Linked DNA regions of Mus musculus: regions 2, 3, 4, 5 and 6 are each linked to region 1. Evidence: chromatin contacts called from public HiCAR-type and promoter capture Hi-C data. All regions are on one chromosome and are shown on one strand. Each heading gives the region's core, a stretch centred on a gene start, on an enhancer-like site or on the middle of the called end of the contact. The rest is flanking DNA. Distances are from core to core; before and after follow the strand shown.

The links. Promoter capture Hi-C pulls out the DNA fragments that hold promoters and counts their contacts. HiCAR-type assays count read pairs that join an accessible place to other places.
Region 2: a contact with region 1 is called in a promoter capture Hi-C map of erythroid cells, with 20 times the contacts expected there. The contact joins the promoter of Tbc1d2b here to the promoter of Zfp949 in region 1. A contact is called at or near these places in 3 of 39 promoter capture datasets (erythroid cells, liver and pre-B cells), 1 of 115 datasets of contacts at active chromatin or transcription factors (astrocytes) and 1 of 9 other capture datasets (adipose tissue).
Region 3: a promoter capture Hi-C map of pre-B cells shows a contact between it and region 1, with 4 times the contacts expected there. The contact joins the promoter of Rwdd2a here to the promoter of Zfp949 in region 1. A contact is called at or near these places in 2 of 39 promoter capture datasets (erythroid cells and pre-B cells), 3 of 115 datasets of contacts at active chromatin or transcription factors (astrocytes, large pre-B cells and pro-B cells) and 2 of 9 other capture datasets (adipose tissue and liver).
Region 4: a contact with region 1 is called in a promoter capture Hi-C map of pre-B cells, with 5 times the contacts expected there. The contact joins the promoter of 4930524O08Rik here to the promoter of Zfp949 in region 1. A contact is called at or near these places in 4 of 39 promoter capture datasets (hippocampal neurons, liver and pre-B cells) and 2 of 115 datasets of contacts at active chromatin or transcription factors (astrocytes and pancreatic cancer cells).
Region 5: a HiCAR-type map of astrocytes shows a contact between it and region 1, with 4 times the contacts expected there. The contact joins the promoter of Snap91 here to the promoter of Zfp949 in region 1. A contact is called at or near these places in 2 of 39 promoter capture datasets (embryonic stem cells and hippocampal neurons) and 1 of 115 datasets of contacts at active chromatin or transcription factors (astrocytes).
Region 6: a promoter capture Hi-C map of cranial neural crest shows a contact between it and region 1. The contact joins the promoter of Ctsh here to the promoter of Zfp949 in region 1. A contact is called at or near these places in 3 of 39 promoter capture datasets (cranial neural crest, hippocampal neurons and liver).

What each region holds. Positions count from the first base shown.
Region 1 is chr9:88,545,857-88,549,523 of GRCm38.p6, reverse strand. It overlaps Zfp949 (zinc finger protein 949), which reads right to left and starts at 1,504. Exons shown (of 6, transcript NM_001142943.1): 1 at 1,016-1,504.
Region 2 is chr9:90,269,445-90,272,877 of GRCm38.p6, reverse strand. Tbc1d2b (TBC1 domain family, member 2B) reads left to right here and starts at 2,109. Exons shown (of 13, transcript NM_194334.2): 1 at 2,109-2,526. The coding sequence starts at 2,167.
Region 3 is chr9:86,570,532-86,573,963 of GRCm38.p6, reverse strand. Rwdd2a (RWD domain containing 2A) reads right to left here and starts at 1,976. Exons shown (of 3, transcript NM_001145969.1): 1 at 1,907-1,976; 2 at 901-1,127. The coding sequence starts at 1,101. It overlaps Pgm3 (phosphoglucomutase 3), which reads left to right and starts at 2,122. Exons shown (of 13, transcript NM_028352.4): 1 at 2,122-2,234.
Region 4 is chr9:89,824,576-89,827,857 of GRCm38.p6, reverse strand. It overlaps 4930524O08Rik (RIKEN cDNA 4930524O08 gene), which reads right to left and starts at 1,339. Exons shown (of 6, transcript NR_040735.1): 1 at 621-1,339.
Region 5 is chr9:86,878,975-86,882,269 of GRCm38.p6, reverse strand. It overlaps Snap91 (synaptosomal-associated protein 91), which reads left to right and starts at 1,821. Exons shown (of 30, transcript NM_013669.2): 1 at 1,821-2,009; 2 at 2,689-2,848. The coding sequence starts at 2,719.
Region 6 is chr9:90,052,792-90,056,214 of GRCm38.p6, reverse strand. It overlaps Ctsh (cathepsin H), which reads right to left and starts at 1,948. Exons shown (of 12, transcript NM_007801.3): 1 at 1,581-1,948. The coding sequence starts at 1,665.

The sequences.
Region 1 (3,667 bases), core at 255-2,754:
AGTTGATCCCAGTACGGGGATCGTCAAAGGAGCCTGTATCACAGGGGCCTGCCGTTCTATGGAGTTCAGTGAAGCAGTCAAAGGCTTGGACCAGGTGTAAATTCCCTACCAGGACCCAGGGCCTCCTGGTCTGTTATTAATGGTCTTCCTCCTCACTAGGGGGATGGGATTGCTACAGTTGCACACCCTCTTCAGAACATGAAACCTCCCCACTTTGTTCCCAGGAAAATGTTCCTATAACAATACTAGAATCTTCTGAGATAACCTCTTATCTCTGGTACTAGACATTTTCAGAAACTAAACAAAGCCTCAGACAGTGTTTCTCAACCTTCCTAATGCTGCAACTCTTTACTACAGTTCCTCATGCTGTGGTGACCCTCAGCCATAACATTATTTTTAATGATTATTAGATTATTAGTAATTTTGCTCAATGTTATGAATCCTAATGTAAACTTCTGATATGCAGGATATCTATGTGATAGTCAACCCCTGTGAAAGGGCCGTTTGACACTACCCACCCACCCCCAACCCTTTCAGGTTGAGAATCCACATGTGGAGAACCACTGTTCTAAGAGCTCAAACCTCAAGTGCCAAAAACATCACTTCATAAAGACAGGAAAACTGACGAATACAATTGCCAATACACATAAGGGTACAGTCACTACGGGAGAATTTCTCTAGGAATTTCAGGCCAATTCATTGGGATAAAAACCACCCTCTTTCTTACAGATGTGTGGGTCACAGACCTCCCCCTTCCGGCTCCAGCACCGTGGTATCAACTTACAATTTTCCCAGGCTCGCAGTTTGGGATTTCTGGGTCGTGTGAAAATTCCCAGTTTTGTAATCCGGTCTCAGATTAACGATCTTTCTCCACCCCAACTCTCCCAAAAAATGGATGCCAAGCAGGTAGCAAGATTCTTTACTGGAATGTGAGCTCACACAGGAGGCTTCCCGGCCCTGACAATCCACAGACATGAACCGCCCTCACCCCCAAGTCGCCATCTTGGGCTCTCACCTCCTTGGCAGAGCGTCCGTGTTGGCCCTTTTGGACTGATGGAATCACAGATCCAAATACTCCTAGCGCAGTCTTCGGATAAAGCAACCATTAAAGCCCTGTTCAGGCCGACTGTTCCGACTGGGAACGATGGGTCTCACAGTCACCTTCCCCTGAGCCGCTGCGGTCCGCCCTCGAACTGCGACTCAGTCCCTCCTCCAAGACCCACCTATGTTTCTGTTTCCACTGAAGTAGAAGGCACGGGTCCCGCTTCCCGAAGGTTCCGAGACCACTCTCCTCTTTTCGTCTTTCCCACCCGCCTTCAGAAACCCTGCAAGAAACGCACAGCCTGAGCAAAGGCGTCAGCACAGAGCCTGGATGCGACTTTCTATGCGGTAGCTGCCAAGAGAGCGCAGGACACAGAGATGCCTACCAGCCAAATGTCAGAGCTGTTTACCTGCTCCTGTGTGGGAGGGCCTTGTATGTTAGGGACTACATTACCCATGAGCCTCTGGGAAACTATGGTAAGTATAGAAGGACATTTTTCCACCGGGTCCACTATCGAATTACCAAGATTCAGATCAAGTACCTATCTGATAATCGCGATATGAAATTCCTTCACCTTTCTCTCATGTGAACCCCAAGTATCCCAAAGTAGTATAGAACCTGAGAAGGAAGCTTCAGTGTGTTCATCCTAGAATCAGACCAAATATCTCTGTGGGAGACGTGGAGCCTTAGAAAATCGGTGTGATATCTTTTGTAGGGTAGTCACCAGAGAAGACTACTAAACATGGGTTTAAGCCAATAAAAAGTCTTATTATCCAGACTGCAACTACCCTTGATGTTCAGGAGATCAGAGAAGCCCCACAAAATCCATGTCCCAGATTGATATATTTCAGTTCAGAACAATTAGCCAGACGCAGAACTTCAGAAGCCAGAAGGCAAGGTTAGTACATTTAGAGACTTTCCCGTAACTATGGACTTTGATGGATTAGGTTTTTGTTATAGTTTTGGCAGATGGCGCTGTCTACATGCTGAGTTTTACAGCCTGAATAGTATTTTTGTCCAGGAGTCAGCTATGCTAAGGTCTCAGAGCCTACTAAGGTCTGGGGCTCTCTTCTGGCTGTACAGAGCACTGCAGGAAGCTGAACGCTTCGTGTTTCTTAAATCCTATGAACCATTTACATCACTAGTGTATCGTCAAATTGAGCATTCTGGTACAGCACACAGTAATTTTCAAGTTCATTTTGAAATCGAACCAACATGTTGGACTTCCATTGTAATAGGAAGAAACCACAAACTATATGAATTGACAAGAGACAAAAGTTATGTTGTGTGTTGCCAATAATGCTTAGAAATAATTTGAATTTGAAATGAAAAAAATCACTTACTAAAATTGAAATGTGTTTTGTTTTGTTTTTTTGAGTCGGGATTTCTCTGTGTAGTCCTGGCTGTCCTGGAACTCACTCTGTAGACCAGGCTGGCCTCAAACTCAGAAATCCGCCTGCCTCTGCCTCTCGAGTGCTGGGATTAAAGGCGTGCGCCCCCACTGCCTGGCGAGATAATTTTTTTAAATCTTCAAAAATGAACAAATTCAAACTGAATGTGGTGGCGCATGCCTTTAATCCCAGCACTCCAGAGTCAGGAAAAAAAAAAAAGCGTTTGAGGCCAGCCTGGTCAACAGAATAGTGAATTCCAGGACAGCCAGAACGACACAGTAAAATCTGTCTCAAAAAAAAAAGGGGGGGGGGGGGGGAGACATACTCAGGAGTCAAACAAAATCTAAATAAATTTAAACAATCCCTGCCCAGAGTTGATACATTACACATTATTAAGATGAATTTTTCAACATAAACTAAATATCACTATAATCTCAATAAAGTTCCGTGAAAATGTTTCTATTTGTAGAGTGAAAGACATAAAGGCTTCAAACCTACAGGAATCTGCTTGTCTTCTACATTCCAAGTGCTGAGATTAAAGGTATGCACCACCAGGCCTGGCTCTGAATAACTTACTCCTAACAAATAAAATAATGAAGTGTCATTTGGAGGACTGTCTTATACAGAAACTGTACCTGTAGCCTCTATTTGTGCATTCTTTCTTCCTCTTTATCATTTGGCCTGAAGGAAGCCAAATGCCATTTTGCAGATTGGGCTGTAGAGGGCGCCATGGGAATAGTCTTGGAAACTAAGATCCGGCTCAAGTGGAGCTTGAGATGACTGTAGCCCTGAATATGGTGTTAATAAAATGGTAATTAAGTTTTATTTTTATCTTTTTGCCTGAGACAGGGTTTCTCTATATAGCCCTGGATATCCTAGAACTCATTGCATGTATCAAACTGGTTTTACCTCACAGAAATCTGCCAACCTCTGCCTCCTGAGTGTTGGGTTAAAGGTGTGTACCACCGTGCTCTGCAGGAAATTGAACTCTAAGCTAAAGAAGCTCTTGAATAAATCACAAACAGAAATAATAATTTGAATTTTGTATAACCTATAAAAATCCTTTTATAGCCAGGCATAGCTATCAGACCTCTGAGTTCCAGGCCAGCCTGATCTACACAGTGAGTTCCAGAACTACTCAGAGCTGCACAGAGAAATCCTATTTCCAAAACCCTAAATAAATGAACATCCTCTTATGATACTAATAAATTTTCATGAACAGAACTCCCCATGC
Region 2 (3,433 bases), core at 860-3,359, 1.7 Mb before region 1:
TGAACTCAGACTGGCTGTATCCTTCTGCCTCACACATCATCTCACACATCATCGACACTGCCCAGGTCGACTCTTCCCAGCTCTTCCCCTTTCTGTAGCATTTCAAAGTCATACCCATCCTGATGGCCTTCTCCACAAGCCAATTAGTCATAGGCCCTTGGATCCACAGAGTGAGGCTCAGATTGAACTTGGTTCCCCTCACTCGCTGGAGCAACCCAGCTGGCACGAAGCACAAAGGACTCTAGCCTACTGCGCACATAGACCGGTAAGACTGACAGATTCCTCTCTCTGGATCTGCTTACGGAGGAAGAAGCAACACTAATGACAATAACAATGGCAGTAAACAAAAGACTGCCACAAAAGGAAGTTAAACAGCCTGATCTAAGCTTCAAATGGGCAGTCTACTTTGGTGTCCTTGTCTTTTCTGGGGTGTGTGCGCATGCGTGCACATGCGAGTGAGCGCTCCAGAAAGAGAGAGCGCACTCGCACATGCACGAATTTAAAATAAGCAAGAGGGGGTGCATAGGGTTGGAGAGATGGCTCTGCAGCTAGAAGCACTAGTCCCTCTTGAAGAGGTCTTGGATTTGGTTTTCAGAACCCACGTGGTAGCTCACCATTATCTGTAACTCCAGCTCTATGGGATCATGCACCCTCTTCTAGTGGTATATTTGATATGTCCTCACAAATATAACTAGAATGTCTACTTCTCTTTGGGAAAGGTGAGCTTTGTACTCATCCTTCCTTCGCCTGGAATGCTGTTCCCCTCCTCAGTCTCTAGTTACCGTTCCCCCTCCCATCTGACGTAGGTCTCTGCTCACTTCTTAAGATCTGCCTCCTCTGACCAACCTACAAAAGTAGCTTACCTTCATCTTCCTTTACAAACTCCATCCTTTTACTATGTTTTGTTTTGTTAAGCACTTAAAAACACCTTGTGAGGTTGTTCTGAGGGTTCAAATAAGTTGATACAGGAAGTACTAGGAAGCTGGGTGGGGCTAGCACATTCCTGTAATCCTACCACTTGGGAGGTGGAGGCAGGAAGATATCCAAGGCTCAGTGCCAGCCCAGGCTATGTGGAGAGAGCTTGTCTCAGTCCTACATTCCCGACACCCTCAAGTAATCACTGGCAAGTGATGTCTTATAGTTAGGGTCTCTATTGCTGTAATAAAGAACCATGACCAAAAGGCAGGAACCTGGAAGCAGGAACTATGGAGGACTGCTCCACACAGCTTGCCCTCTTATGACTCGCCCGTCACTGTTTCCCCAGCCTGCTTTCTTACTTCATCCAGGACCACCTGCTCAGGGGTGGCACGGTCCACAGTGGGCTGGACCCTCCCACATCAATCATCAATCAAGAAAATGCCTCCCAGACTTGCCAGCTTCCCCCCCCCCCCAATTAAAATTCCTTTTTCCCAAAGGACTATAGCTTGGGTCAAGACAACAAAACACTACCAGCACAGTGGTATTTTAAGCAACCATCCTTATTTCCAGGTCATAAGGGCATTTGTGCAGCAAAACAACTTCTATTTGTTTGCCTTTTAAAATGTGTGAATTATTGTTGTGCTTTATTAGAATATAATCTCCATGAGGCTAGGAAGTCACTGCCAAGTCTCCAGTGTGTGAATCCTACACAGAACGCCCTCCATAAATTTTTTTTCATTCAGTGAACAAACCAGGATGTAGAGAGGCAGTACATACTTTGGCTTCCATTCACAAACTCTACAAATATTTACCGAACACCCACTCTGTACCAGGCAACAGGCGCTCTCATTTTCGTAGTATGAGCCTATGACTGGCTGGACACGGATTTTAAAATCAAAGCTTATTCGGAGTTCAGGGCAGTGTTAAGTAGACTTTCCTTAGTTTTTTTTTAGAAACCCACTCGTGGAATCCACGCTCGCATAAAGAAACAGAACTTTTTCTCCCGGGATAGGGCGGACCTTGAATGCCCAAAAAAACAACTAGTAGAGGACGGGTGGAGCTAGCCTGGATCGCTAAAGAACCCAGGCTACCCACGCTGCGGGGGCGCGGCGGGGGCGGGACTACAAGTCCCAGGCTGCTCAGCGCGCCACGGCCCTGCGGAGGGCGCGGCGCGGGGAGGTGGGCGCTGCGGCGGCGGCCCGGAGGAGCGCGGGGCGGGAGCGCGGGCGCGGGCGCCGGCGGCAGGCCATGCCGGGGGCCGGGGACGGCGTGGAGGAGAGCTGCAGTGGTGGTGAGGGAGCGGTACCGGGAACAGGCTCGGAGGCTGGGGCGGTGGCGGGACGGGAGCCCTCGCGGCTGTGCGGCTACCTGCAGAAGCTGTCGGGCAAGGGCCCGTTGCGCGGCTACCGCAGCCGCTGGTTCGTGTTTGACTCGCGCCGCTGCTACCTCTACTACTTCAAGAGTCCCCAGGACGCTCTGCCGCTCGGCCACCTGGACATCGCCGACGCCTGCTTCAGCTACCAGGGCCGCGATGAGGCTGCGGAGCCCGGAGCAGATCCGCCCACACACTTCCAGGTGCACAGCGCCGGTGCAGTCACCGTGCTCAAGGTGGGACGATCGCGCCCCGGTGCCCACTCGTGTCCCGTCAGCAGATTTCCCCCTCCACCTTCCTTCCTTGTCCCAAAGGCCTCCTCCTGTCCTGCCCAAGCCTCTCTTTGCCACTGCCTACTCTGATTCCTTCCTCATTCTTATCTTTTTTTGCCCTTTACCTGTGCTTGGACTATGAGGCTGAGTCAGGGTTGGGGGTTACACAGCTAATCTTTTGACACTTTGACCCATTATCTCCCGATACGCCTTTCCTCGCTTCCCTCCTGTGTCCACGCTCACCATTCCTTGGATGCTGTGGGAGACCCTCCCACAGTTGCAGGCTTCCACCCTCCATCCCTGCCTAATTTATAACTCCTCCTGTGACCTTGGGTCCTCTGAAAGACCCCTCTGTGCTTCAGCTGCCTGCTCTGTAAAGTGGGGACAACAGTATTGGGATTAAGTGGTTTCCACTCTCAAGTGTTTAGTAAATATGGTACATTGAGTGCTATAGCCAGAGGCAAGTGATACCAGGGCCCCGGGAACTAATTTGCCACAGCCCCCTCTAGAGAGGTCGGGGTACTCCAGCAGTGCCCACTCTTGCTTCTTGGAAAAGGTGGGAGGGGTTGCTTCAGCTTATGGGAGGCTTCCTTAGGCTTCCCCAGAGAGATTTGAGTATTGGAGGCTTGGCAATGGTCACCAGTCCCGGGGCAGCATTTCCCTGTTGCTGAGAGTTCTAAAGGCCAGGACCTTGACATCTCCTAGGAATGGTCCTGTTTGGAGCACCCAAGGGCCTGGACCCCTGGCCTAGGGCTGGGCTGCCTCTCACTCTGGGCCTTGCTCCCCGCTTGGTTCCCTGAGTCTCCACCCTCCTTTTTCTGGCTTCTCTTCCGTCTTGCAAGCTGGGCTTTCTCCAGAGCCACAGGGCTGG
Region 3 (3,432 bases), core at 727-3,226, 2.0 Mb after region 1:
AAACGACATAGATTTAAATACTGAGAAATCACACGAGCTAGTTTATCATGGCAACTGCACGATTACGATAGGAACAGTCATGGAGACTCTCAAGGGCCTGCCTGCCACTGAACAACGTATGCAGTCAGCTTTCCTAACCACCGCCGACCAGCGACGTGTGCTGGGTGTCCTGTGCTGGAACAGGAAGTGATGAAGTCAGACAAGATTCCTGCCTCAGACCGGAGCTTCCTGAGGGAGACCATGCTCACACATAGCAAGAATTTCATTTCAATTTGAGAGGCAGAATCTACTGTGGGAGAAGTTCAAGGTTCCACTGAAGTGTGTAATTAAGGAGATAAAATGGTCTGAGGGAAGGACAACTGAAGGCTTCGTAGGGGAGAGCGAAAACATTCTTCTAAATGTCCAGTCCACATGGTACCTGCTCTGCTAATGTTCCTAGGACTAAAGGGTCCAGAGCAAGGAGGTAAGTTTATATTTAACATTTAGGTTTTGTATGTGTAGTTACTATGCACATTCAGTGTCATTGAAAACCGATGAAATCCTAAACACTCATTAACTTCATTAAAGTCTGTCTGAATTTATGGACCATCTCATGTTTGGTACATTTTCCTTCCAAACGCATCCTGGGATTTGAAATTGTCTATTTGTTACCTGGACAGGAAGCTCATGCTTTGGGTTTTCCAGTTAACAAGTGGATACCTGGGGCTATGCCATTAAGAGCACTGGCTGCTCTTCCAGAGGATCAGGGTCCAATTCTAGGTTCCCACATGCAGTTCTGGCCTCCAGGGGGCACTGCATGCACATGATGAACAGACATACATGAGGGGGAAACACGCATACACATTAAAAGCAAAACACGATAGGCACCCAGAAACACTTAGGACCAATGAAAGCACCCACCTTGGGCTCCTCAATTTGGAGCGTGATGACAAATTCGATGTTGGGTGGGAGCGCCTCCCTGGTGCCTTCCAGATACCTCTTTATGTTTGTTAGGGCGTTTACATCTTCGAGTTTTACTTCTCCTTGATTAGGAAACATAGAAAACAGCATTTCCATCTCCAGCAGCTGAAGCTGAAGGCTTTCTTTTACTGACCCTGACATGTCTCCAAATCAGCCGGCTTGGAAACCTGGAAAAGGCCCAGAAATAATGGGGTTGTAAATGACGACTGGTGTCCAGGAAATTTTCCCAAGGTCCCTTTTCTAAGAGGCAGTCCCGCTGTTTGTAGAGAGCTACGGGCACGCATCCATACACTTTAGATTTCTCTCCTAGCCCCCCCCCCCCAATCTAGTACGCACAACATCCTTTAAAATGCTCCCTCAAACCCCAGAATCCTTGTCTCTCCTTCCCACCCTTGCCGGCCATTCTGGAGTCTGCGCTTTCAACAGGTGCTCGGGTGACAGATTTCGTGGCCGGTGGTTGCAAACACCTGTATTCCTGGTCAGCCTCAATCCCGGGAAAACCAGGGACCGGCCCGGGAATCCCACTTGGATCTCAAGCCTGCGCAGCTAGGAAGGATGCCTGCAGTGCGGAGGGGAGGGCTCTAGGTCATCCCCGCCGCCAGCCCCCATCCGCAGGCCCCCTCGGAGGACAGCCTCCCCGGACCGCAGTGGGGTGCAGCATCTCGCGCAGGTGCATAGGGACGCCACCGCAGAGCCAGGGGCTGGGAGGAGGGGTCTCAGCCATTTCCACTTAATAAAGTGACGCCTAGGGCTAAGCGGGTGAAGACCCGCGGGGATGACGCTGACCTCGCCTGGCAGGGGCTGGGCTGGGAGGTGATCTCGGTGGTCGGAGGGACGTCAACGCTCCCGTTCTTTAGGGACCCGGGACCCTGAGGCCCAGGCTGAAAGGCGCAGCTGTCCACCCCGGGAGCTAACCTTCGGCCCGCCTTAGCCGCCTTAGCCTCACCCTTTCAGATCACTCAAGCCAAGCAGCCCCGAACCCGCTCCGAACCGCAGCCGCAGTTCCGCGGGCGCGAGCAGCGCGCGGACGGCTGGGGGGCGGGGCTTGGCGCATAGGGCGGGGCCACAGACACCAACCCGCCGCGATTGGTCGGGGCGGGGCTTGGTGGTGCAGGGGCGGGTTCAGCGGCCCTTCCGGGCTGTGATTGGTGTGGGCGGGGCGTCGGGCCGGAAGCAAAGCTGGGCCACGTCTGCGAGGTCTGAGAGAGTTGGTTTGGTGCGCACTGCGCGGCCGCGTCTCGCCTGTGGAGAGAACGTTCTTGCTCCAGATCTAGGTGAGCGGGCGTGGAGAATGCCGGGCCGCTGTGGGTGGGGGTTCATCGGCAGCTGAGGCTGGGGCATGACTGCCGGACCTACCTATCCAACGCTGCGCGCGGCCCAGGTGCCTGAGGTCCTCGCGCTGTAGTGCGCGGAGCCGCGAGTCAATCAGTAGCTCGGAGCAGGATGCATCCCCAAGGGTGGCAGTTTGAATGAAAGAAGCAAACACTGTTAGGGCTTTTAATAAACATTGCCATACCTAATCGAAATTAGTTCGAGAACTCCAAATGCATTAAAGGGTGGAAGCATGCCGTTGTTCTATGACTGTGATTTTCCTTTGAGAGTTCTGAATTTCGTAGGAGTGGTTGACGCCCCTATGAATAATAGGGATACATTACCAACGGGTCATTTTTTTTTTTTTTTACAAAATTATATTCGTCCTTGTGGACAAAAGTTTGATAACTAAAGTAGCTTGGGAATGATCTATTTTACTAACCGGAGAAAAGCAAACATTTCCCCACACTTCTGGTAGTGTTGTGTATAGAAGCAAGGAAGGACAATAAAGCGAGGAGGTGTGGCTGTTAGCGGAGGGACAGCACCCCCTCTCTGGGCAAACTAGGATAGAGCTGACCCAGGAAGTACAGTTTGTGGCTCTGCAAATACACCGCTGGCCGAAGTGGAAAACCCGAGTTGAATGAATTGGAGGTATCCCACACTCACTTGTTTTTAAATGACAGGTTGGAAGTAGCATGGTAGATGTTAGTTGTTTTTGATGTTACTTTAGAAGGCTGCCATGCCTGTCTTTATGGAGATTGGTGAGGCTTCTGTGAGATGGCCTAGCTGATGGGGGTGGGGGTGGGGTTGGGTCTCAGACCAGAGGAAATGACTGTCCATTGTTTTTCTTTTGGGACTGTTTCTTTCTAGCTTGAGAGGAACAGCAAAAGAGCCACACGGATTCCAGGTTTCTGACCTTCAGCCTCAGCCTTTCACTGGCCGCACACCAGACTTTATATGATTAACCGAGGCCCACACCGGGAGTTGACCCTTCTGTAACATAAAATGATGGTGTGATGGCATTACTTTAGGACAGTTCATCCTGAAGACAGAGTGGAATAGGAGTGGACAGTGGCTGGTGTCTCTCCCGAGTCTGTCCTGGAGGGTATGGTTTAGGCAGGGGCTTCTGGGTAATTTTAACTCCAGGGTCTCCTTTTCTCT
Region 4 (3,282 bases), core at 90-2,589, 1.3 Mb before region 1:
CATTCTAGGTTGTCAGAGTCGACATCACAGTCATTTTCTTTACTTGTAAACAGTGATGGATAATTGGGACAAGCAGAGTAAATAGCAGCGTTACTCTGAGTGACAATCCCTGATGACTGTCTTGGCCTTGTGACAGTACTGTCTGAAGTGAACGACTTGGTTTTAACCCTTGTTGCCTGCAGAATTTTTCACGGAGGCTTCTCTAGATGTTGGAAGCTGCAGACATTTCTGGATTAGATCTGGGAAGCTTCTGGATGGTGGGTCTCCTCTGAGACTACCTAGACTAGCAATTTCCACATCCCAGCCAGAATCCCTGGATCAAAATCTTGTACGAAGCTCATTCTGTCTAAGGCTCGTGGTGGGTATAGGGCTCAGAGGCTCACAGGTGCTCCCTCTTGTGGGGCGGTCTGCAAGTAGCATTCTTCATCCGGGTGTCGGAGGAATATCCGTAAAACGTATTCCTTGGTGGAAGCCATGACTCAATTTAATGGGAGTGAAGATCACAGAGAAGAAAATTACCCAGAATGACTTAGGAACCCTTTGCTTTCTCCTGGCCTCAGTTTCCCTATCTGTATTTTGAGACTGCAGTCTTCCACGCTCTCAACATCCCAAGCACGTACTATATTAAAGCATGATGCGGGCGCCCCCTTGTGGTCAGAAAAGGCCTTGGCTGTTGGAGGAGTTGATGGCGTCTGTAGGTTTACGCAAATGGAGGCCCAAGACAGGCCTTCCTGTTTTCTGCTCGATTTAGTGCTCTGTCTCGAGGTTAGTCTCTTCTCTTGATTGATCCTCATATTCTCACATCGAGTGGAGCATCAGGAGGCCCAAAGAGACATGATGGACAATGTTCCCTTGGCGATGCCACTAACTGCGTGTGATTTTCGCCAGGGCCTTTTACCGGAAGCAGGCTTACATAACTGCAGTGATGGGGGATGGGCACTGTCAGCCTTCAACCTGGCATCTAGGAGGTCTGTGAAATCCCCTGAGGTCTAGGGAGCATTTGTGCAGACCAGCAGTTGTAGGAGACAAAGGTCCAGTGTTTTGTCTGCGTTTCTTGAGGTGGCTTTGCCGCTTTGAGTGCATTAGTGATAAAGCTTCAGGGGAGAGGCCTTACCTTCAGAACGCTCACATCGGGCTCCTTTTTGGTCACCAATACTGAGTAGACGTGCTTTAAAAGCCAAAGAAAAATGAAGAAAACAACAAACAAACAAACAAACAAACAACAAAAAAAGCCAAGTCCCCTAGATCAGAACTGACAACCAGGGCAAATGGTCTCAGCTCTGTATACCTCTGCCTGCTGGTTTTCCTGTCCTGTAATCCCAACGTGATCCCTGGGAACTCCAAAGACAGGAACTGACAACAGGCAGTCCTGGCGGGCTCTGTTAAGCTACAAGGATGGATGATGGCTGGCTTCAGTTTCTAGTCAGTTTCACACTGCCACGGAATCGGTGACCGGTTCTGTCTCCTTTTTGCAAATCATGAGTAGAGGTGGAAGAGGGAGGCTAAGTCACCACGGTTAGTTCACTTGATTCTCACAATAGCTCTGGGAAGTAGGCCTGTTATCACCATGTACTTACAGAAACTGAGTCTTGGAACTGGAGAGTGACTTATCGCATACCAGAAAAGGTGTTGATGGTGGGGCTGTGTGCGTGTCCATGTGAGTATATATGTGTATATATTTGTGTGTGTGTATATTTGCTTATGTGTTTGCATATATGTGGGTGTATGTATCTATGTGTGTGCATTTATGTATTGTGTATATATGTATATGTGTATATATTTATATATGTATGTATGAATGCATGTGTATATCTGTGTGTGGCATATTTTCCTCTAAGTTTTACTATGTAGTTTTTTAAAAAATTTAGCATATGTTACTTAGGCATGATAATGGGTTTTATTATGACAGTCTCTTACATATATAGCACGTATTTTACTCCTAGTCACCTCCATTACCCTTTCCTGTCACTTTGCCTCTCCTGCTGAGCCTTCCTCCCACCCCAGCTAGGCCCCACAATGTTACATTCATGTCTTCTTTACAAAGAGGAACTACTGAGTTTTGTTAGTGTTGCTTACAGAGACATGGCTGCAAAGGTGTTGTTACAGGAGAGCACACACCTTCACTGAAGACAATGTCTAGTCCTCTCCCAGACACCACGGAATCGCTGGGCTTTTAATTGTGATTTGCAGCTGGCCCATGTGGCACTCACAGGACTGACGAGGGGCACTCAGCACCTCAGGAGACATCATGCCCAACTGTTGGAGCCACTGGTGTGTCCACTAGAGCATTCTGAGCACGTCCCCAAGGTGTCTGACTGAGGTCCTTGTCCCAGTTTCTGGACTGAATTTCTGGCTGTATAGCAGTTTCGGACAACCCATAACTCTCCTCTTCAGTTTCTCATTTCCTGGTGACAGGATCTTATCTTGACATTCCCTGGCCCACACCTTGCTTTGATCTGTCACTGGGCTTGGCAAGTCACTCATGCAGAAGTCCACATGTCCTCTCTGTTCCTTACAAGGCCTGGAGACTGGCAGCTCTCCTGGCCCCCCCTCCCTGCACAATAACATAGGGCCACACCCACAGAACAGTTTATCAACACTGGGGCACCAGTGACTTCCCACCACTTACCTGATCCCCACCCCAAGTCTTCTGTATGAGGGTGTCCTGGATACGTGAGAAATTACCAAGCATTCAAATGTTATGCTTATCTTTGTCCTTGGGGTCTGAGAGGGCCAGGATCTCATGGACATCTTATATTCCCAGCTAGAACAAGGTCCTCCCATCCCACTTCTCCCTTTCTCTACCACACCAGTGAACACTATGGCTGGGTTCTGTGTTACTCTCTCTTCCCTAACCACCGTGGCCATCAAGTCTGCCTCTGTCCACACTGGACTGTTTGAGGCTGGTCCTCACTTGCCCGTGACATGGTCACCATCTCCTTCACTGTGTTACTGAAGTCCAAATATCCAGAATCTAGGCGTGGAGTGCATAGCATGCCCACTGTTCTGTGAATTCTCACTGTCATGGCCACTGAAAATCCCTACGCCTATTAAATAAGCGAATGCAAGGGTGGATTGACAAGACACTCCCCGCTGCTCTCAAGCCGTGTCCCGCCGTACTGAATACAGCTGCACTTGCTCCTTGGATATTATTACATGCAGAATTTCACCTCCATTCCCATTAAATACAATTCATTCATGCCTGTAAGCGCTTTATAGATAGCCTTCTTGACCCTCCCATCGATTTAGTGAGGGAGAGACCCAGGGAATGATTGACAGATG
Region 5 (3,295 bases), core at 572-3,071, 1.7 Mb after region 1:
GATTTACTATCGCTCCTTTTGCACCATCCTGTTTGAAGTTCTGTTCCTAGATGGCTAAACATATGGAATTGGCTGTTGATGAGTTTTGTTGTTATGCAATGTGCCTCTTTCTTCCCATTAACATCCCTACTATAAAGTCTACCTTAGCTAATACCAATACGGCTACTCCAGCTCTTTATCAGATATGCTGAGTTCTCGTTTACTTGCAATAAAATTCACCAATTCTATGTGTCCAAATTCATACTGTTGTTATCGACCACCTTAGTCATGATATAAACCTTTTCTATCATTTTAAATAGTTTTTCTTTTGAAGTCAGTCCCCAGTCCTGAACCTTGGCATCTGGTGTATTTTCTGTCTTGAACTTAAACCTTTCTTACTCTGTTACATAAATGGATCAAAATAGTAAATAACGTCCTGGTGATTTGGCCTCTTTCATGAAGCATCGTATGTTCTCAAATTCATCCATGTTGTTCATTTCTGTCTTGTTATTGCTAAGTAGTATTCTGTTGTGTGGATATGCCATGTTTTCTTTAGCTATTTATCAATAGACTGGTTTTCCTCCAGTGTGGGGCCATTATATAAGCTGCTACTAATTTTGAGTGAAAGTTTAAAGAGAAAAATGTGTGTGTCTGGTTCCCCCCCCCCCCAATTGGGTAAATACTGTGCAGGACTGCGGGGGTCATATAGTAATACGTACATAACTTTTTGGTGGTGGTCTTGATCTTTCTTTCTTTAGTCAACAAGGTTTCTAATTGCTGCTGCTGGGATCAGCCCCAGCTGTTAGGAAGTTATGATTGGGTATTGAACACCGGACCAAGAGAAAAACTACAAGGCAGAACCTTGATGTGTGTAAGTAGGCGTATATGACCTTGGGGGACTGAACAGAGGTCACCTGTGTAAAGCCAGAAAATATGTCAGGGAAGTACCTAAGGGAACTTCTGATCTTAACCGTGGGAATTTAAAAGAATAGTTAAGACAATGACCTTTACAAATGTCAACTCATGAAATTATTAACCGACTCCAATCCCATGCAAATAACACTCGACATTCAAATAATATAAGACGTTCCGACATATTTAAATGGCAAAAATTACAGTTTAAGGGTGCAAATGATTACAAGACGAGTGTAATCTGGCATTCAGCTAATTGCTTTGCTACTTGTCTATACCGCATACCTCAGTATTGCTTTAAGGCTAAAGCGGCTCGAATTACCTGCCCACTCGGCTCCCCGTTGTAACTGAGACTAGTGGAGCAGCCTCAAGGAGCTGAGGGTGCACAGGTAACGGTCGCGTGGCCACAGAATCTGACATTTCAAATCGCCCTGCCCATCTGGGCCTCTACTGCCGAGGACAGGCCAGCTAGTCACAGGCACGCTTCTTAGGAGAAGGGGCTGGGCTCTGTTGGCAGCGCACGCTGCCGCCCTTGCCTCGGCCTTCACAGCCCTCCCTCTCCCCAGGCCCACGCCCGCGGCGATCCCCGAGCATCCTGCAGTTGCCCGGCAGGTATGCGCGGCGCGCGCGCACCAGGTCCGCCCGGGGACGCAGCGGGTGCGCGCGGGGACGCAGGGCGCGCGCAAGAACGCAAGCCATAGAGCCGCGGCGCCCCTCCGGTCCCACCCCCTCCTCCGCCGTCGCCCGCCAGGGATGCTCGCGTGCGGCCCTCCTCCCGTTTAAAGCCGCGGCTCCGAGGGGGGCGGCGAGCAGGAGCGACAGGGAGGGGGCCGCTGGCGTTCTGCAGAGGACTGGCCCGGGTTCGTCGGCTGCCGTCACCTGACTCGTCGCAGGCGCTCCAGCTGAGGTGGGGGCGGGGATGGGGACGCTGCGCCGAGCGCTAGAGAGACGCGGCGGCGCTGGCGGAGGCGGCGGCGGGTGGGGACCGCGGGGACCGCGGAGCTGAGACAGGGGCCGGGCCGGGGCTACAGGCATCGCGGCCCGGGGACACCAGGGCGGTGCGTGTCTGCACTCAGCTACCTCGCGCGGCGTCCGGGCTGCGGTGCTCCTGGGGCGGGGTGAGTACGCTGGGCCGCACGGGTCCCCTCCCCTGCTCCAGGACCCGGGGATTCGAGGGATAATCCTAGGGCGCGGAGAAGGGCAGAGGCGGCCGGGTGACAGCTCGGTGGCGCTTTAGCGGCCGGGCGGGGCCTGGGCTGTCCGCCCTCTGAGATCCGACTGGAGAAGGGTGAGGCGCATCGCGGCTCAGGGCGGCCCGACTATAGGGATGGAGGGCGAGGGAAGAGGAGTCGTTGCTGCCGCCGCAGCCCCAGGACAGAAAGGAGGTGGCCGCGGCCCTGCGGTGCTGTGGGAGACACGTTGCGGCTCGGGGCAGCGAAAGGTGCGCGCTTCTGGGCGCGGCGTCCGGGGTAACCCCGACGCGCACCGGGTCTCGCACCACCGAAAAGGGTTGCGCGGACAGTGCTGCTTGACAGGGGGCGAAGCCGGGATGTGGTGACCGCTTCAGGGTGTGGGAAAGCGGGACCGTGGCACGATGCAAGGACTACCCTGCGGGTGGCTGACAGCCCTGGACCTCGATGGACCAACTGGGCTTGGCGCGCCGCTGGTCCCAAGAGGCGGTGCCAGGGCGGGGTCGGCGGAGGAGAGAACCGCCGAGCGGAGGGAGCAGGCAAGGCCGGGCGCTCCAGCTAAGGCGGTGCGGGTGAAAGCCGGACCATCTCCTCTTATTTCCTGCAGAAGAGGAGGCGGTAGACGCGGCCGGTGAAGATGTCGGGCCAAACGCTCACGGATCGGATCGCCGCCGCTCAGTACAGCGTGACTGGCTCTGCTGTAGCAAGAGCAGTCTGCAAAGCCACCACTCATGAGGTGATGGGCCCCAAGAAGAAGCACCTGGACTGTAAGCATCCTTTTATATAAGCGGGACATGCGCGTGACCATAGGGGCTCAAAGGCCGGCGGCATGGCCTTGGCAGTCTGTAATACTGCCAGAAGCCTTGGGAACTGGCTCACCATCGAGTCGATCCTGAGATCCTGAGCTCCTGCCTCTGGCCTTGGAGGTGTCCCCTTGAATAGGCCCTGAAACCTTGTCTATCGAGCCGTTTTTTTCTTCTGATGACCTCCAAGAGCCTAGAGGAGGGAACACACACACACACACACACACACACACGGTTGCATAAAAGTGTACATTTGGGCTACATCCTTTTAATCATTTTTTTTCTCCACTCTCTGTTAGGTTAAAGGAAATGAGGGGTGGTAGGGTCACAATGGGGAGACAGAGAGATTGATGGGTGGGTGGATGGCCACTCTTGACACTAATTTCTTAAGAGCATTTTGGATAATCGTAA
Region 6 (3,423 bases), core at 699-3,198, 1.5 Mb before region 1:
CAGCTTTTACACAGTTTGGGGGATGACTCTGGCTCTCAGACCTTTATACTAAGGGCTTTACAGACTGAGCTATCTCTTTAAAATGAATGTTTTTACATAGGGCTTGACACATGCCTGGAATCTCAGTAGTTGGAGGATAGACAAGAAGATCAGGAGTTCAAGGTCATCCTTGGCTAGTAAATGAATTAAAAACAGAAACCCAAAAAGGCTGGAGGGGCTCTCAGGGTCCCATCTCTGCCTGAGGATTTATAGGTTAGTTAATAGTTGTGGGGGTGGGGGATTGGCCGCGGAAGGAAAGATACATTTTCTTCAGTGGTGTAGTGGCTGGTAAGGTAAGGTGACCATGTTTTTGATAACCCTAATAAAGCCCAGAGGGTCACAGAAAGATACGAGGGAGGGAGGAATGAGGAGAAAAGGGGATGGGGAGGGGGAGAGAGAGAAAGAGAGAGAAAGAGAAAAAGAGGAGAGAAGAGAGAGAGAGAAAGAGAGAGAGAGAGAGAGAGAGAGAGAGAGAGAGAAAATGAGAGAGAGACTAAGTTTCTAGACTGATTTCGCTGATACAGTCTGAGTCCGGATCGTTTGGGATGTCTTCACACTGCCCGGGAGATCCCCAGAGACCCAAGTCAGCACAGCAATATGAATTTGCTACGTGGCATTTATCTCTCTCTCTGAAAGCCCTAGTTCCAGTGAGTTACAAAACCAAAAAGAAAGAAAGACAAGCTGGTAAGAGAAAGTAGAAATGGGAGGGGGAACAATAGAGGGTAATGAAGGCTGAAATATATCAGGATATATTATAAACACTCATGAAAATGTAATAATGAAACTTATTATTAAGTACAATTAATATATGCTAATAAAATCTTTTTTTTTTTTTTTAAAGGAAGTTTTGTGTGTCCTGCGGAAGGACCATCAGCAGGGCTAGGAAATCCCAGACCACCATCTACTCTCAGCCAGGGGCTTTGATTGACCGGCTCTTTACACTTAAAAATGGCTGGCGCGCTTTAACTTCTGTTTTCACTGTCCATAAATAAACATCTATTAGAACCAGCTACCCGTAGCTGCGTTCGTTCCACAGGTTCCAAAGGTTCGTTTGTAGCCTTTAGGAGTTGCTACAGAGACCAACGTTGTACACAGTAAAATATTTACTGGTTAGTCTCCTGCGGTTGCACTTTGCCAAGAGTTGAGGCGACTTTCCCGAGCCAGCTTTTTCCAGGCACACCACAGACGCTAGGGTTAAAACTTCTGTGGGTGCCCCATGTTCCGCAGGGCAGGGAGTCACCCCAGCACGGCACAGTCGGACTAATAACCCAGGCAGGGCGATCCCCGGGGAGGCCAAGTCCACGGAAAGTACAGGCTGGGATGTCCCGCTCCCTCCCGTGGTGGGACAGGAAAGTTTTGTGCCCTTAGCTGTCCGGCAGAAGGGGCTGAAGGCTTCTGTATCTAGATCTGAGCCAAAAGGACTCTAGGTACCTGCCAGCCTGTTCCTCGGATCACGCAAGACGCGTGTCCCCCGAGACTAGCCCGTCCCTGTTCTCCCTCCGGTGCCCTCGGAGCCCTGCGCCCCACTTTCTCCCTCCTACCTATGGCGTTCACGGTCAGCTCGGCGGTGGCCCCAGTACTCAGCAGCCAGGCCCCAGCGCACAGCAGCGGCAGCGCAGCCCACATCTCGGCGCTCACTGCCCGGTCCCACCGAGTGCCCTCTGAGCCCAGCCTGTGGAAAGGAGGTGGGGCGACTCTGGCCTCCGCCTAGGTGATGATGGTTCCTCTCCTGCCCCCTGTGGCCATTACACTCCTGCTCTTGGGAAGAAGGGTTCTCAGGGTCTGACCCTGAAGGCTAGTCCCTGCCAAGTGGGAGGAAGCGCAGCCTAATCCCCAGTTTCCTGTCTGTCCCCATCTCTGGTAACTCCGTCTCCGTGAAGGTTTCTTGAACCATAGCTCCCTGGCCTTCCCTATAGCTTGAAATGACTTAACCAGAGGGCTGTCTGGACTGCTCACCCCCAACAGGCATTTGGGTTGCTTCCAGGCATTTGCGTTGCTTCCTCCTCCTTCCTCCTTCTTCTTCCTTCTTCTTCTGTTTTGGTTTTTTGAGACAGGGTTTCTCTGTACTCACTTTGTAGACCAGGCTGGCCTTGAACTCAGAAATCCACCTGCCTCTGCCTCCCAAGTGCTGGGATTAAAGGTGTGCGCCACCACACCTGGCTCTTTTTTTCTTCTTACAGTCCCCATATAGCCCAGGCTGTCTTTGAACTTGTAACCCTCCTGTTTCAGCCTCCTTTACAAGTTTCTCCTGGCAGCCCATGGCATTTTGATGAAGGCAGAATGACCTTCCTCTCCTGAGATTCTTTGGTCAGATTCTGTCTTTCTAGTGCCGGGGGAAGAGATTCCAGAAGTCTTTTAGAATTAAGTATAGTAAGGTGGTTCTCTACCTGGGGGTCAAATGACCCTTTAAAAGGGGCCACCTAAGACCATCGAAAAACACAGATATTTATATTATAATTTATAATAGTATCAAATGTACAGTTATGACATAGCAACAAAAATAATCTAATGGTTTGGGGATCACCATAAAATGAGGTTGAAACTACTGGTCTAGTGGCTTTGACCAGTTTTCAGAATTCTATTTAAGAAGCCCTGAGGCTACGGATGTAACTCAGCGAGCATGGTCCATCATGCACAAGGCTCTCATATAAGCCTTGAATAAGTTCAATGCCTAGTACTCCTATAAACACACACACACACTCCCCCCCACCCCCCCCAAATAGCCAAATAGACAAACCGAACCAAAAGCCACCACACAAAGGCACGTCTTTCAGATACTCTGGACATGTGGACACTGAATCTACACTGATCGGTTCTGACAGGCCTGGAGTATGGCTCCAAGGACAGATAGTGTGCAAAGGGCTCCCATTTTAGGATATCTGACTTGATGTGTGTACTGGCTGGTTTTGTGTGTCAACTTGACACAGCTGGAGTTATCACAGAGAAAGAAGCTTCAATTGAGGAAATGCCTCCATGAGATCCAGCTGTAAGGCATTTTCTCAATTAGTGATCAAGGGGGAAAGGCCCCTTGTGGGTGGAACCATCTCTGGGCTGGTAGTCTTGGTTCTATAAGAGAGCAGGCTGAGCAAGCCAGGGGAAGCAAGCCAGTAAGGAACATCCCTCCATGGCCTCTGCATCAGCTCCTGCTTCCTGACCTGCTTGAGTTCCAGTCCTGACTTCCTTGGTGATGAATAGCAGTATGGAAGTGTAAGCCGAATAAACCCTTTCCTCCCCAACTTGCTTCTTGGTCATGATGTTTGTGCAGGAATAGAAACCCTGACTAAGACAATGTGTTTCTGAAAGAAAATGAGATTTTGTATCTTGTAATTCATGTAAAAGAGTTGTCTATGAGTCTAGGCCTGGGGCCGAGAACAAAGCAGAACA